2 separate regions of the Sus scrofa genome follow, and region 1 is linked to region 2. The links are chromatin contacts, called in public Hi-C maps. All regions are on one chromosome and are shown on one strand. Each heading gives the region's core, a stretch centred on a gene start, on an enhancer-like site or on the middle of the called end of the contact. The rest is flanking DNA. Distances are from core to core; before and after follow the strand shown. Region 1 holds the start of CBS (cystathionine beta-synthase). Region 2 holds the start of NDUFV3 (NADH dehydrogenase [ubiquinone] flavoprotein 3, mitochondrial).

What was found. Hi-C and Micro-C count contacts between places; a contact is called where the count stands out from the background.
Region 1: a contact with region 2 is called in a Hi-C map of embryonic fibroblasts, with 2.1 times the contacts expected there. The contact joins the promoter of CBS here to the promoter of NDUFV3 in region 2. A contact is called at or near these places in 1 of 5 promoter capture datasets (liver) and 4 of 47 Hi-C or Micro-C datasets (embryonic fibroblasts, fetal liver, liver and 1 more).

Annotation. Positions count from the first base shown.
Region 1 is chr13:206,229,937-206,232,636 of Sscrofa11.1, forward strand. CBS (cystathionine beta-synthase) reads right to left here and starts at 1,427. Exons shown (of 16, transcript XM_021071046.1): 1 at 1,289-1,427.
Region 2 is chr13:206,109,964-206,112,663 of Sscrofa11.1, forward strand. It overlaps NDUFV3 (NADH dehydrogenase [ubiquinone] flavoprotein 3, mitochondrial), which reads left to right and starts at 1,374. Exons shown (of 3, transcript XM_021071042.1): 1 at 1,374-1,513. The coding sequence starts at 1,466. It overlaps LOC106505505 (a long non-coding RNA gene), which reads right to left and starts at 1,282. Exons shown (of 3, transcript XR_001299987.2): 1 at 1-1,282.

The DNA.
Region 1 (2,700 bases), core at 177-2,676, 120 kb after region 2:
GAACTCTTTCCCCATCAGAGGCCGACCTGCCTGCAGCGCCCTGGCCAGGTGGGCACGCACTCAGCTGCGAGACGGGCCAGAATACCACGCAAAGCAGCCCGAACACGCGGGCAGCCCCGCGCCTCCTATGTGGCGACTTGCCTCACCTGGAGCAATCTCCCAAAAAGTAAGGACCGCCAGGAACAAAGATTGAAAGCGACCTAGTCTCCGAAGAACCCACAGGCACTAGGCGGGTCGCTCGCTTGATGACTTGAGTTCCAATCGGCGGGCTTCTCCTGGCACCGCCCGGCTCAGCCCCGCTGGCCCTGGCACAGCTCCCCTCGGGCACAGAGCCCTGTGCGCCGATGGACGTTGGTTCCGGGGAGGCGGGCTACCTGACGCCGCCCTGCTGGCTCCCGCAGCACCTCAAACCACAGAACCCTCCTGGGGGTCACGACCCCTAGCCCCCCAGGCACCCTGCACACGGCACCAGTCGGCCCAAGAGGGCCAGTTAGGGCCGAGAGTACCGACGGTAGGAAACTCCTCTTTCGATGTGAGTTGTCAGGGCGGGAAATCGAGACCCTACGGTGGACTTGGAGGCGGCCCGGTCACCGGCCTTCGGGAGGGGCATTTGGGGACAGAGTTTGGGATAAACACCCCCAGGTAATCCTGTGGGAGGCTGTTTTGCGCTCACGCCCCTCCCCCACTCACCCTCCCCCGTCTCCGGACTAGCCATCCGGCCAACCTTAGGCTCGAAGCTGGGGTCGCAGGTCACTCTCTTCCACCCTCCTGGTTTGGGCTGGGGTCAGGGCCCCCTCCCCCCGCGGGCGGCCACCTCCCGTGCATCCTGCGCAATTACATCGATATTTACACGTTCCCCCCCCCCCGCCCACGACACACAACTGGTGGAGGCCAGTAATTTGCCAAACAATCATTTCCCAGCCAAAACGCAGCGAAAAAAATCAATGACGGCACCATCAGAGCGCCTCTTCCAAAAGTTCCCTCCCGGGGTCTCAGCGCAACACTCCGCCCCTCACGCCCCCTGCGGTCCATCCGCAGCCGCGGGAGTTGGATCGGGGGTCCTGGGCCACGTGGGCGCGGAATCGCCAGCTTCAGGATGGTCCGGACTCGCCGTAAGGGGAGGGTTGGGGAAGCGGGACGCGCGGGGCGCTGGCCCAGGTCCGCCGCGGGCGCGTGCAAGATGATGCAACCCAGGCCGAGGGGCTGGGGCGGCAGGGACCCCCTCCTGGACGCTAGTCGGATCTCTCCGCCTAAGGGTAGGTTCAGTCTCGGTCCGGCAGGTGCTCACCTGGACCGAGACCGGGGAAGAGCAGCAGGCTGGGCGCCTCTGAGAGCGGCGAGCAGTGACCCGGAAAGCTGCGACTTCGAGACCAGACCAGGGGCTGGCCGGCTCCCTGGGGACCCGGCGGCCAGAGTGGGAGGGAGGCGATTGGCCGAGAGGAGGGGGGCGGGGGCCGGCAGCTGGCCAATCCCAAGTTGCGGATTGCCGGGCCGCCACCTCCCTCGTCCCCGCCCCCTCGCCCCCCCAACCCGCCCCGCCCTCAGCGCCCCGCCCCCACCCCGCCCCCAAAGCCTCACCTCGGGTCAGGACCCCACCCCCATCCCTTAATCTCTCTTGACGCAACCAGGCGCCCTTGGCCCCTGTCCCCTCCGCTCCCCGGACCCCCGCCCGCGCGGCCTGCCCCCTACCCTCTCTCTCTCCCCTGCCCCCTCCCCCCGCCCCGCGACACGACCCCAATCAGAGCCGCGCTTCTGTGTGCAGAACGCTCTGTACCCAGTGTCCACCAGGGTAACGCCTTGCTCTGCGGGGAGTAATGAGGACGCATTGCTGAGTTACAAACGTGCGGTCGGGAGGCCCTGAGGATGGGCCTCAGCGCACATCTCACCTGCCGCGTCCCCTCATGCCGGCCCTGGTCCTGCGACCGCCTGACGCGGTTCTTTCTGGTCGCAGGACCCCAGAGCCTGAAAGCCGTGGGCCTGCGCGCACAGCACCCGGGCTTGGGATCCACCATGCGGTTCTTTCCTCCCCCTCAGGGTCCGAGGACCCAGCATATACAGTGCTTCCGCCCTGGACCCCCGTCTGCCCAGCCCGGTGGCCGTTCCCATCAGGGATGGAACCTGAGAGCACGTGGACTTGGCCAGAAGCCACAAAGCGGCTGGCCGGCCGCCAGCGGGCTCTCCCTGGCCATGGGGCACCAAAGGCTGACAGCCAGGAAGGCTCTGACCGCTAGGAAGGCCACCACTAATAAAAAATATTCCAAACTGAGTGCTCCTGACTTTTAAAGAGCCTGTCTACCTCTTGAGGTTCCGAGCTGCATGGAGAGTCCCTGACCCTTGTGACTAAGTCAGGGGCGGGGCCCCGGCTTGAACAGAGGACGGAGTTACTTTGCCCAGCACCCAACTAATTAGAGCTCCGGCCACGTGCCAGCACTGCACTGGGCACTGCAGGGAAACAGGAGTGCCTGTGCTAGGGGAGCGGCCTCAACAAGACAGCGCTTTATTGAAAACTTCCGTCAGTGAGGAGTTCCTATTGTGGCTCAGCCGGTTAAGAACCAGACATAGTCTCCACTGGATGGGGGTTCCGTCCCTGGCCTCACTCCTTGCTCAGTGGGTTAAGGATCCGGTGTTCCTCCAAGCTGCAGGGTAGGTAGCAGATGTGGCTTGGATCTGGTGTGGCTGTGGCTGTGGCGCAGACTGGCA
Region 2 (2,700 bases), core at 124-2,623:
CTGAGACCCCGAGGTGTGCATCAGAGGGAGGGTTTATTCGCAAGGCGACTGTCCATTGAGGAGATGGGAGAACAAATCCGAAATCCACTTCCCCAAAGGTGACGGGCTTGCGATGACGATGGGACGAGGAAGCAGGTGGTCTTAGGTGCGGGGAAAGGAGGTTGCAGGCAGGGAAAGGCTGAGTCACACGACTCCTCATGGGAGCCACATCAAAAATGGAAGCCCTTAGCATGATCTGAGTTTGGAGTCTTCAGCCCTCTTAGCTCCAACGACAAATGGCACAGGCCCGGTTTCGGTCTTGGTGATTCCAACCAGTCTGAGCTGGCTTGAACCTGACAGAAGCCCACTCCCAACTCTGGGAAAACCACTAAAGCCTCTGTCACTATAGGTCACAGGGTTATCTATGGGGGGAGGTGTGTTAAGGGGTCCAAAGTAATTAAGTTGAGTTTGGTCAGTGAAGGCAGGTTAAAAGCCGGTTAGTTTCTGGCCAGCTGTTCCCTCAGCTGCTGTTTTATTAGGGAAGCTCAAGAATTTCTGTTAGTCACCTAACAGAAGCTTCTGTTAATCTTATATGACTTTTTTTTTTTTTAAATCCTTTGGGGCACAATTTCATGGGGGAATCTGTTTTGCCCATGTATCTTGTGACCAGAATGAATCTCCAGCCTTAGCCAAGGTGGAGGGACTCTCCCGGATGGAGTTGAGGTGTGGACAGGCTCCTCCGAATCCAGCAGTGGCCGTGGTGAGAAGGCAGGATCAATAGTTAGAGGGGAGTTACCGCTGGGGCACAGTGGGTTAAGGGTCCCCTGTAGCGGCTGGGGTCCTGCATGGTGCAGGGTGGATCCTCTGCCAGGAGCAGTGGGTTAAAGATCCGGCATTGCCACCGCTGCGGCTGGGATTCAGTCCCCGGCCTGGGGAACTTCCATATGCCGAAGGTGTGGCCATAAATATATATATATAAATATGGAGAAGAAAGGCTAACCACACCTACGCCATGTTTATATCTAACTTGGGGGAGTCATTGCACTGCAAGCAATAAACCCTCAGGTAAAATAAAGCTTGCATTTCTGAACTGCCCAGCTAAGAGACTAGCGCGGTCCACGGCGCCACCTGCCCTGCTGGACGACCACAGGGAACCATGCGGTCGGAGAGCGACAATGGCACCCGCCACACCCACCTCGGTGTCCCCGCGCCCAGGCCCAAGGGTCACCCGGGTCAGAAAGAACAACCCGCCTGCGCCTGGCGGCTCTTCCCGGGGGCGTGGCTTCGAGGCGCGGCGCGGGGAGGCGGCCCGGTTGCGCGCGCAGGACCTCGGGTGTGGTGCGCGCGCAGCGGCCGCTGCCCCGCCCCTCGCCGTCCCTGCCTGTGATTGGCCTCCTCCTTCAAGGGGGCGGGCCGCCACGCGTCAGTCCGGGGCGACCTCCGCCCTCCCGGCGCGGCTCCGGGCGGGCGCGTAGGAGTCACAGCCATGGCGGCCTCGCTTCTGCTGCGGCAAGGACGGGCCAGGGCGCTGAAGGTAAAGCGGTGCCGAGCCGGCGGCCGGGAGCCCGTGGAGCGCCGGGGCGAGCCTGCGGCCCTGACGGTCACTCCGGCCGTCCCGGGACGCCCTGACCTCGCTTCCCTGGCCGAGGAGAGGGCGCTGGGTGCGGGGAATGGGGGGCCGGGCCCGGGGCGTGGCCTGGGTCATTGCAGCCCCCGGTGTGCTGTCCAGGCCACGGACAGGTGTGGGGCCGCAGAGGTCCCGCCCGATCAGCGTTAGAACCGTTGAGGACAGTGTCTTTATTGCTTATTTAACTCGAGAGGAAATGAGGGAATTTTCAGGCGCTTGGTTGGCCGGGTAGCTTACTTGGCAGCCACAAGAAGGACCAGGCTGGTCCTTTTTTTTTTTTTTTTTTTTTTTTTTTTTTTTTGGTATTTTTAGGGCCGCATCCGCGGCATATGGAGGTTCCCAGGCTAGGGGTCCAGTCGGAGCTGTAGCCGCCGGCCTACAGCACACCCCCAGCAACGCGGGATCTGAGCCGCGTCTGCGACCTACACCACAGCTCAGGGCCACGCCGGATCCTTAGCCCACTGAGCGAGGCCAGGGATGGAACCTGCGTCCTCATGGATACCAGTGAGATTCGTTTCCACTGCGGCAGGACAGGAACTCTAGGCTGGTCTTTGGAGAAAGAAAGGCTTCCTTTCTCCATGTAGAAAAAGCCAAGTCCCCTTCACTCTGTTTAAAATTAGAAGGGGCTCTTGTTACAAAAGCAAAAGCTAATGGTTGCAAAATCAAGTGCAAAAGGTGGACGACATCTCTTGTCCGAGAGTCCACTACTTACCCTACTCACCTAGTTTTTTAAGCTGTCATGTAAACATATACACACATGCTTCTGTCATAAGCATAAGAAGCAAACGTTTCACCTTCACCTGTGTGCTGTAAGCGCCTCTGCTCTGTGTCCAGCACTGGAATAGGACCCAGCACACAGTAGGCCTTGGTAAATATGTGCTGAGTGAGTTAATGTGCTATGCAATGTTTTCCACTTACCATAGATGGTAGACAGTGTTGAAACCACTGCTATTCATCTACCTTGTTTTTAATGGGTAGATAGTGCTTCTATTTAAGCACAGGAAAACATTTTACAAAATGAATCGGTATTTTGTAGGTCGGTAGTTAATTGGAGATTACAAGAAAGTGTGCTCAGGTAAAAGTCTGGTTGGAAA